Regions from separate parts of the Mus musculus genome. Here all the other regions are linked to region 1. A link is a contact called in public HiChIP or PLAC-seq and promoter capture Hi-C data. All regions are on one chromosome and are shown on one strand. The core of a region is the stretch at or near the end of the contact, and the rest is flanking DNA. Distances in the headings are between cores, read along the strand shown.

Region 1 (3,109 bases), core at 108-2,607:
GGACTGCTACCTTACAGGTAAAATAAACCCTCTCCTCTCTAGGTTGCTTCCGGTTCTGGGATTTATCAGAACAATAGGAAGGAAGTTAAGACACACATTCTCATCACCAACATGCATGTCACTCATCAACACGTGCCTCTGGCTGAGAACAGACACTGCTGCCTAGCTGGGCACTAGATCACAACCTAGTGCCCAACTGCTGGACCGATTTCTCCAGCTCAGTTCAAAATCTTGCTCCCTCTGAGTCAGAGGTTCAGTCAGATTCCATCAGTGTGTGTAGTGTACATGTGGAAAGCCCTCCTCAGAGCAAGACAGCCACCATCTTCATCTAAGCAGATGTGAGAACTTGCGACCTCCCTTCCCACTCGACTCCTGACCTAGAGACCGACCCTGTTTATTGATGTTCCCTTATAGAAGGATGGAGCAGGGACAGTCACTGAATTTTCATCTCAATTCTGGCCACTCCCTCTTGTAACCCTACTAGGTCATTCTGTCCTAATTCCACGTGGTCACTGGAGGTGTTAGAGTAGTAGTCTGTTGAAGATTAGCTGAAGGGGATTCCATTTAGACAGTTAGGGGAAGTCATCCGCCCTGGGGTAGAAATTTGCAGTAGTGCAGCTGCTTTGGGGCCCGCCCACATTCCTGTAGGTGACTCCTTCCCCAGGCTCTGTAAGTCTGATAAACTCATTGGATCCCAAGCTTGATTTCAGGGAAAAGGTAATTTGGTGGTGGTGCTCTGGGAAGGAGACATAGATATTTGTTTATGCCCCATCACGGAAAGAGCTGTGGAAACAGTTATGTAACTCTTCCCGCTGGTGTATGACCAAGGTATCCTGAAAGAATGGGAAAGAGATGGTCAAGCCACAACTTAGGACGAAGAAGCACAGTAAAAGTACGCAGGACTCCTAAACATCTCCAGCATGAATCTTTAAAACTGCCTGGTGTGACTCCAGCGTCAGGTCAAGAGAGTCTGGAACTAATTCTATTGCTCTTGGCTAGATAGATGAGCGTCTGCCGTCGTGGACTTCCAGCTTTGTTTGAGTGTGGACAGGAGAAGGTGGAAGTCCGCAGATTCATGCAGAAGTTGAACGGGAAGTCTGTTGGGACCAGAGCCCATTTTAGATCCTTGACTTCTTTGTGAGACAAAAGTACTAACAGTATAGGAACCCATCCATGCAGGAGGTAGAGCAAGAGACCGCAGCAGCTGGGAAATAGGGTCACAGGGCTGATTCCCTGCGGATTCTGACGCGTGTGTGTGTGTGTGTGTGTGTGTGTGTGTGTGTGTGTGTGTGTATGCAAAGCAGAGAAGTGAAGGCTTCCAAGCTCCAGATAAGACCTCACGTCCCCCTAGCATGCACTTGCCCCTGCGTCTATAGCCCCCAGCAAGCGGCAAGCCAGGGCATCCTCGTAGCCAGGGCAGCCCTGGGCACGGGGGCCCCAGGCGCAGCAGCTCCTCGCAGGGCGGAGGGCGGCGCGAGGGAGGGAGCGAGGGACGGGAAAGGCGAGCGAGCTGCCTCAAATGCCTGGAATAATTCCGCTTCCGTTTGGAAAGCCGCAGCCTCAGTCCCGCCGCCGCCCGCCGCGGCCGCCCAGCTCCAGCTCCGCGTCCAGCCGCCATGGCCACATCCCCACAGAAGTCGCCCTTGGTCCCCAAATCACCCACTCCCAAGTCGCCTCCGTCCCGCAAGAAGGATGACTCGTTCTTGGGGAAACTCGGAGGGACGCTGGCCCGGAGGAAGAAAGCCAAAGAAGGTAGGAACAGCCGAGGCCGTGGGCGCTGCAGGGATCGGGAGCCTGGAAGTGGGAGACCCCCCTGGCAGTGCCTGGGCGCGCCTCTCAGTGTCCCCATGTCGCCTCCAAAGCCCTAACCGGGTCGGTGTCATCTCTGGTCCACAGGCGGAGCCCAGGCTTTGGGTGGCTGTTGTCCCAGAGCCCAGGCCCAGCCGGTCCCCTGTGCTCTCCCCTAGGCCGCTGTCCCCGCCCTCTGCGCGCCCGAGGACTGGCATTTGCCAAGTTTCTGCTGGAAAGTTTTCTCGGGCGCCGTCATTCCCCGCTCTCAGCCTTCATTGGTCTGTTGCGCCGTCGTTTCCTGGGCGCCTTCAGGTCTTTTGCTGCAGCTGCAATGGCCTCCTTGGATCTCTCGCGGGCTCCCTGGACTTGTGTGGACTTTGATGATCTGTATAAAATGTTAGTTGACTGACTGAGAGAAGAACGTGCCGAAGTTGGGGGGGGGGGGATTGAGGAATGGTGAGATAAACTCACTACACCTAAGGACTGTGACCCTGCTGTGAACCTGGACATTCCATTCCAAGTTTTATTTAAAGAAAAAGAAAAGATTTCTTTTTCCCACCACAGTGAATTGCAGCAATCTCATTTTTTGTTTCCAGAATAGTTTCTGTGGAAAGTACTTTTTCCCCCGTAGGCAGAATTTACAACTCACATTTGGGCGTAGGAAATGCAGTGATGATTCTAAAAATCAATGTGGCGATAGGTGTGTGAATAAAAAGGGGTTTAAAATGTTTTCCTCTTTGGCATGGCTGGGATTGGATTTAGAGGGCCTTAGGTCTACTGCGTGAGCACCGCGGTCTTATTCTTTCTCTTTTGAGACTCTTTAGCCTTGTGCTTAGTCTTGTGTAGCCCAGGCAGAACTTTGTGGTCCTCCTGCCTCGGCTTCCAAAGTATTTGGGATTACAGGCCTGCCCAGCTTGGTGTTAATTGATTGTTCTTTTCTGTGGTACTGGGGGTTGATCTTAGGGACTCTGATGTTAAGCAAGTGTTTTACCGACACGGTGTTTCTAGCCCAAGTCTCCAGATCATTTCAGGAGTTTACTTTAGTAGGTCTGAGGTGATGAACTAGGAAATGTCTCATGTTCTTAGTCTCCTGAAGTATGGAAAGCACTTTGGTGTTTAATTAGCAAACTCAGTGCATGAGCTAAGTGTCTGTTGTCTAGATTGTGGCATGAATCTAAAAATCACCTCACCCCCAAGTGGTTGTTGTACCTAGTCCCCCCTTATTTCTAACAGAATGACTCCAGGATGCTCATCGAATGGCCAATACTATGAGCTCTTCTGAGCCTGATATAGTGTGCTTTTCCCTGGACATGTATAT
Region 2 (3,171 bases), core at 473-2,972, 200 kb before region 1:
AAGACAGAATGTTGTGCTGTGTCAGACCATGAGGCTGACTAGAGAATAACGTGGACTATGCCTCCCCCACAGCCACCTATATTCAGTCACCTGGGCACCTGCTCCAGAGTGACAGCTGGTTAAATGAATGAATGCTTCTCCTCCATCTCTATCTCCACACTGCCTGGGCTCAGCCAAGTAGCTATGAGCCTTGCCCACTGAAGCCAAGCTGTGGACAGAGGTCATGCAATTTCCTAATTAAGTAATAACTTAAAAAGGCAGGGCCAGGTCATTCAGGTCGCCTTTCCCTGACAGCAGCCAGATGTGAGCTCTATAGTGTGCTCAGATCAATTGGCAGTTCTTCTAGAGATCTTACAAGTCCAGGGTTCTCGGAGGCCCAGGAATGGCTATAGAGGCCTCACTTCACGGTTGTGTATGTTGACTTGGAATCAGTTCCCCGTTTAAATACAGACACGTTAATATGCACACGGTCTTGGTAAATGACTCTGTATTACAGATCTCAGTTCCCCCATCTGTGAAAGGGGATGAGGATATTGAAAAGATCAATCTCTAGGTCTGGGTTTAAATGAGATGATGCATGGAAGGTGTTCATTGATTGGTGGTGACATGGTTAGAGTCCCACCAGAGTCAAGTACTGTCCCTCTTAGAGTCAGTGATGAGTTTTGCAGACTGAGTGGGGTTGAGTACCAGGTATAAAAACGCATCCACAGAAGTGGAGTGAATCCTAAGGACGCTGAGAGGCAAACTCTGAGAAACCCCAAGGCCTGGATGATGGAAACGCAAAGAGTATAGAAAAAGACGGGCCCCAGGTTTGGGGGTGGAGGAATTGCTGCCTGCACTTGCCTGGCCAAGGGGCATGCTCTCCAGAGGGTGGTACCCGGGGAATTCCAGCAGCCTGGAGTCATGGTACTGTTTGCCTTCGCCGCCCAAGCCTGCCTGCTTTCCTCCCGCTGGGTCAGCTCAGTTTCAAGAACATTTATGGACTCTGCATTGGGCCAAGCTGAATGATGGGCTGCGGGCCCCAGGGGTGAGTCAGTCCACTTGAATCCTATTTTCACTGCTGTCGCAGTGTCCGTATGAATTTCTCAGGACTTCGAGCCCGAACCATTCATTCAGAATTTTCGCTGAAACTGTGAGAGGCATGGTCATTCATGAAAGCGATCAGAAACAGGGGTTAGCCATTCGACAGCCAAGAAAGAGAAAGTGCGAGCGACCCAGTCAGTGCGATTGGTCTGTGTCACTACCCCATTTCCCACAGCTTTAGCCCAAGCAAGGCCAGTTCAAGAGAAGACCCAAGCAAGGAAGATTGCATGCAGAAAAGCAAGAAATGAGGGCCCAAGAAGGCCAGGCAGTCCTAGAAGTCCTTTGCTGTTCCCTCCAGTCCAGAAGGGACAGTGAGGCTGTCTTTCCAGCTGCCTAGGCAAAGCTTCGGGAGGCCCAGCTTTCCCCTCTCCCTGGACACCAGAACACCAAGGCCGGGTGTTCGTCTCATAGCAGCCCAGGGCTGGGTCTTCGACCTGTGGCCAGGGTGGGAGCGGCTAGGGCAGGGCTTCAGCCCACGTGCGTCCGAAGCTGCAATGGTGACAGCAACCCCCAGCCTGGTACTAACTGGGAGGGCGCTGGGGTGGGTTCCGCGCTGCATGACCATTGGTCGCGCGTCTCAAGCATGGGGTGGAGCCTCGCCTTCGGAGGCCCTGTCATTGGCCGAACCTCGATGGAGGCGTGTCCCAATCGGATCCTCCGCGGCTCACAGAACCGCAGGCACCCGGCCGGCTCAGCCTGCGCCGGGCCGCCTCGCTAGCTCCGGGCTCGGCAGGCGGCCCGCTGGGTCCCGGATTTCTGCGCCCTCAGACAGAGGACAAGAAAGGCAGGTGTTGACCTGAGGCCTGGAGGCCCGCGAGACCTTGGGTAAGACGGAGTGGGAGAAGGCTCCGGGGTGTGCGGGAGCGGGTGGGGACTGTGCCAGTCCCGGCTGGACTCCGCGCCCTACTGGACGCCCCGGAGGGTCAGGTGCGGCAGTTCCGTCCGGGATCTCAGACCCACCTGCGGGGTGCGCCGTGGGCTCTTCACCAATCAAAACTGTCATTCTAACCTCAGAAAACCCAACACACGCGCATAGTAGGCGCCCTTCAGCAGCAGGGTCGCCTGTCATCGTTCAGGGGAACGTCCCCAAACTTTGCTCTGTGCGATCTAGGCTCCCGTACCTTTCCCATCCTCTAACAGAGCGCCTTGCTTATTTTTATTTTATTATTATATTTTTCTGCTTCCTTTCTTCTCCTCCCTCCTTGATAACAGGAAGTTGGGCCAAATGTCAGTGGCCTGGCCAGCGGCGGGCTGGAACTCGGGCTGGTTGCTTGGCCGGTGGCGACGCTCCGAGGGTCCTGCGCTGCTGTTCCCTCTAGCTTGGGACCCCTGACAGCCTGTGCTTGTCCCTGCCCAGGAGCATCCTACCCTCGTGTCCTGCTCTGTCAGTGGCTAGCTGGCCCTGGGCTGGGGTCTCCCTTGCAGCCTCTGCCTGCTGCAGCTGTTCGGAGAGGGCGGGGTTAATTTATCCCAGGCCAGCCTCAGTCTTAGCCTCACCCTCACCGGCGGAGCTGGGAAGGGCCTGTACTGGACCGGGAAGAGGCGTGTTGAAACCAGAGTACTCTCCTGTCTCCTTCCACATTGTTTATTCTGGGCCTGGGTTTCTAAAGCGGAAAGAGCTCTCGTTTGCAAGGCCTTTCGCTGTCCACTATGTCTTAGGTGGTTTAGTGGGAGGATAAAGTCAGTAGCCCTTATGGATAGACCCGGAGAGAAGAAAGCTGGAGGTCAATTGGCCTTCCGCATTTGCCTCCTGAGTTCTCAGGTACCTGTGTCCTCTGCGTGCCAGCAATCTCCGCGAGGGGTGGGGGTGGGGGCAGTGGACCTAAAGCGTGGGACACCAGGATAGCCCCTGTTCATGTCCCAGGGGTTTCAAAGGTGATCAGTGCTGCCTTCTTCAGGCACAAGGAAGAGGGCACAGGTTGGATCCCAGTAGTTTCTCCCCCAAAAGCTTGTGTTGTGTCCTCTCTGTTTTAGGGATCCGGAAAGCAGTCCTGACTCTGTGCCTGCTTCCCACCAGTTGTCCTGTGGCAGTGGGAAGGAGCTCTGGGCGCATGTGTCTGGAGCCCCTGGCCTTTGAGAGATTCTGGG
Region 3 (2,970 bases), core at 445-2,944, 230 kb after region 1:
TTGGGGAGATCTCCAGAAAGTTCCTCCAGCACCTAAATTTTCAGTTCCTTGTGCTCACTAGCAGACTAAATGAGATAGAGGAGCAACTCTGAAGATGAAATGAACCTGGGCTTGGTGGTAAAGGCCTGTATTCCCAGCTATTTCCCTGGGAGGCTGAGACAGAGGACTTGCAGGTTTGAGGCCTGCCTGGGGATTGTAGCACAGTAGAAGCTTGTTTGCCTACCATGAGTGAGACCTTAGGTTCAATCTCCAGTACTACAAAAAACTAAAACAAAAGAGCAACAATAACAACTAAAACCAGACAACACACTAAATTACGCACCACACACACACACACTGTAAATGCACAAAATGTTCCATAATTGCCACCCTTTGTTCTTATATGGAACTAATGGGGGGGAGCACTGAATATGGATTCAGAAAGAGATTTGTGGCATCCCAAGACCTCTCCCACTTTCCTATATGGTCTCTCTTCCCTCTTCTCTGGACCTACTCACATTATCATTTGATGAACAAATTATCAAATTATGTGTTAAAAATATGAGTCGGGGGCTAGAGAGATGGCTCAGCAGATAAGAGCACTGACTGCTCTTCTGAAGGTCCTGAATTCAATTCCCAGCAATCACATGGTGGCTCACAACCATTTGTAATGAGATCTGAGGCCCTCTTCTGGTGCATCTGAAGACAGCTATAAGGTACTTATTTATAATAATAAATAAATCTTTGGGCCAGAGCTAGCAGGGACTGAGCTAGTGGAGTTGACTTGAGTGAGCATGGCCAACCAGAGCAAGCAGAGGTCCTAAATTCCATTCCCAACAACCACATGAAGGCTCACAACCTTCTGTACAGCTACAGCGTACTCATATTCATTAAGTAAATAAATAAATAAATAAATAAATAACTCTTAAAGTGTCAGGGGGCTAGAACAATGGCTGAGTGGTTAAGAACTTGCTGCAAGATCTTCCAGTTGATCAGAATTCGGATCCCAGCACCCACACTACAGCTTACAACTGTCTGTAACTACAGTTCTAGGAGATATGACGCCCTCTTCTGGCCTCCACAGAGACTGCGCACACATGGCGCATATATATATATATATATATATATATATATATATATATATATATATATATATGTGTGTGTGTGTGTGTGTGTGTGTATGTATATATATATATATATATATATATACACACATACATACATATACACACACATAGACCATAGACACACAAACATACACACATACATGAAGGCAACATACTCATACATATAACATTTAAAAATATCCTCAGGCCATATTAAAAAAAAATCAGCAAAGATAAAGATTGAGAACAAATTGTAAATACTTGTTAACAACCACATGTTCCAAAGCTTGTCCATCATTTTCTTTGTGTCACAAACACACACAGGAGACACAGGAGCTCATGCAAAAACACATACTTCATATACATGCACACGTTCAGGCTCTCTCTCCTTCTTAGTAGCCAGGACTTGCAACTTCTTAGAAACATGGATTCAGCTTGAGGCCAATTTTCACGGAACATTCTCTTCATTTCTTCCTTCCCTGACCTTTCACAGAAAGCCCATGCAGCCTTAGAAAGCGGCAGGCTTCTCCCCACTCTCCCCACATGGTCTGTACACTGTTTGGCGTCTGGCCTCTCCTGGCTGCGTCTGGTCTCAATGGAATGTGCTTATCAGTCTCACTCCCGGAAAACGAAGCCAAACAGCCCAGTACCCTGGTAGCTAAGAGGCTTGTACAAGCATGTGACATGTCATCAACAAGTGAGCTGACACAGATTCTTCAGGTTCCTTATCTGCCTATAACTTCTACCAGACCGACGTATCTCCCCACGTGCACCCACTCCTCCAAACTCTGTGCTTCCCACATCCACCTCACTCTCTCTTCTGCTCAGCCTATTAGCATCCATTGATTGACATTACAGCTGACAGTGATGACTGGACCAGTGGAGCTCCCTGGCACAGCTTTGTCATCCCCCGGAGGCTAGAGCATGGGGTAATGGGAGGACTTTGGTGTTGCACAGACTTGGCTCTGAGTCCAACTTCCTTTGAAGAGTATTTTTAACATGTCTTCATATCTCTGAACCTGTTTCCTCATCCGTGGAATGCAGAGCTCATCTCTGCCCCGCCAGGCGTTGGTGGGAAATAAGAAGACACACACTACAGATCATACTTTATATTGTCAGCATCATTGTTTTGCCCTAAGGATAGTTACGGTCACCTAGCAGAAACCTAGAACAAATCATGCTCTTTTTGCATCTGCAATTCGGTTGGTTAATTTTTTGTTTGTTTGCTTGCTATTGTTGTTGTTTTTTATTGTTGTTGTGTGGCATTAGAGAGATGGCTCAGCCATTAAGAATGGTGACTAATATTCTAGAGGACGCAGGTTTGACTCCCAGTATTCATTTTGTGGCCCACAACCACCTCTAACTCCAGTTCCATGGGATTCAATACCCTCTTCTGGCCTCTGTGGACACCAGGCTTCTACATAATGCACAGACATACTGGTAGGCAAAACACCCAAACACAAAAAAATAAAATAATGTATAAATTATGGGATGTAGAAACATCAATCCATCTTTTTAAAAGACTGTAGCACAGGGCTGTTGATGCATTTTAACTATATTTTTCTCATTGATTGGCTTTTCCCACCTTGAAGGTGAATGTAGCTAAAAGTACTTTCTCTCTCTCTCTCTCTCTCTCTCTCTCTCTCTCTCTCTCGTGTATATCTGTGTGTCTGTGTCTGTGTATGCATGTGAGAACAGCTTGGGTTGTCAGTCCTTGCTTTTCACCTTGTTTGGGGCAGGATCTCTTTTGTTTTTCTACTGTACATACCAGGCTAGCTTGCCTGAAGATTTTGGGGGTTCTGTCTCTGCCTCACTACAGGCACTGGGATTACAGATGATCATGACCCGTGTCCGGCCTTTACACAGGTTCTGGAGATCTGAACTC

Evidence for each region. HiChIP or PLAC-seq counts read pairs in DNA pulled down with a chosen protein or histone mark. Capture Hi-C pulls out chosen DNA fragments and counts their contacts.
Region 2: a promoter capture Hi-C map of pancreatic islet shows a contact between it and region 1. The contact joins the promoter of Mical2 here to the promoter of Parva in region 1. A contact is called at or near these places in 1 of 115 datasets of contacts at active chromatin or transcription factors (pancreatic cancer cells) and 1 of 9 other capture datasets (pancreatic islet).
Region 3: a contact with region 1 is called in an H3K27ac HiChIP or PLAC-seq map of extraembryonic endoderm stem cells, with 4 times the contacts expected there. The contact joins the enhancer-like site here to the promoter of Parva in region 1. A contact is called at or near these places in 6 of 39 promoter capture datasets (cranial neural crest, frontonasal cranial neural crest, liver and 2 more), 16 of 115 datasets of contacts at active chromatin or transcription factors (cardiomyocytes, craniofacial prominence, embryonic basal ganglia and 11 more) and 2 of 9 other capture datasets (adipose tissue and embryonic stem cells).

The regions. Positions count from the first base shown.
Region 1 is chr7:112,426,349-112,429,457 of GRCm38.p6, forward strand. Parva (parvin, alpha) reads left to right here and starts at 1,358. Exons shown (of 13, transcript NM_020606.5): 1 at 1,358-1,752. The coding sequence starts at 1,617.
Region 2 is chr7:112,224,114-112,227,284 of GRCm38.p6, forward strand. It overlaps Mical2 (microtubule associated monooxygenase, calponin and LIM domain containing 2), which reads left to right and starts at 1,723. Exons shown (of 26, transcript NM_001193305.1): 1 at 1,723-1,908.
Region 3 is chr7:112,654,582-112,657,551 of GRCm38.p6, forward strand. No RefSeq gene overlaps it. Among named protein-coding and RNA genes, the nearest start is that of Gm40451, 19 kb to the right of the region's middle. Within about 2 kb of position 1,695, at least 44 of the 459 cell types and tissues checked have an H3K27ac peak or open chromatin away from gene starts, as enhancers often do. A contact at or near this core is called in adipose tissue, extraembryonic endoderm stem cells, heart atrium and 2 more, where this site is marked.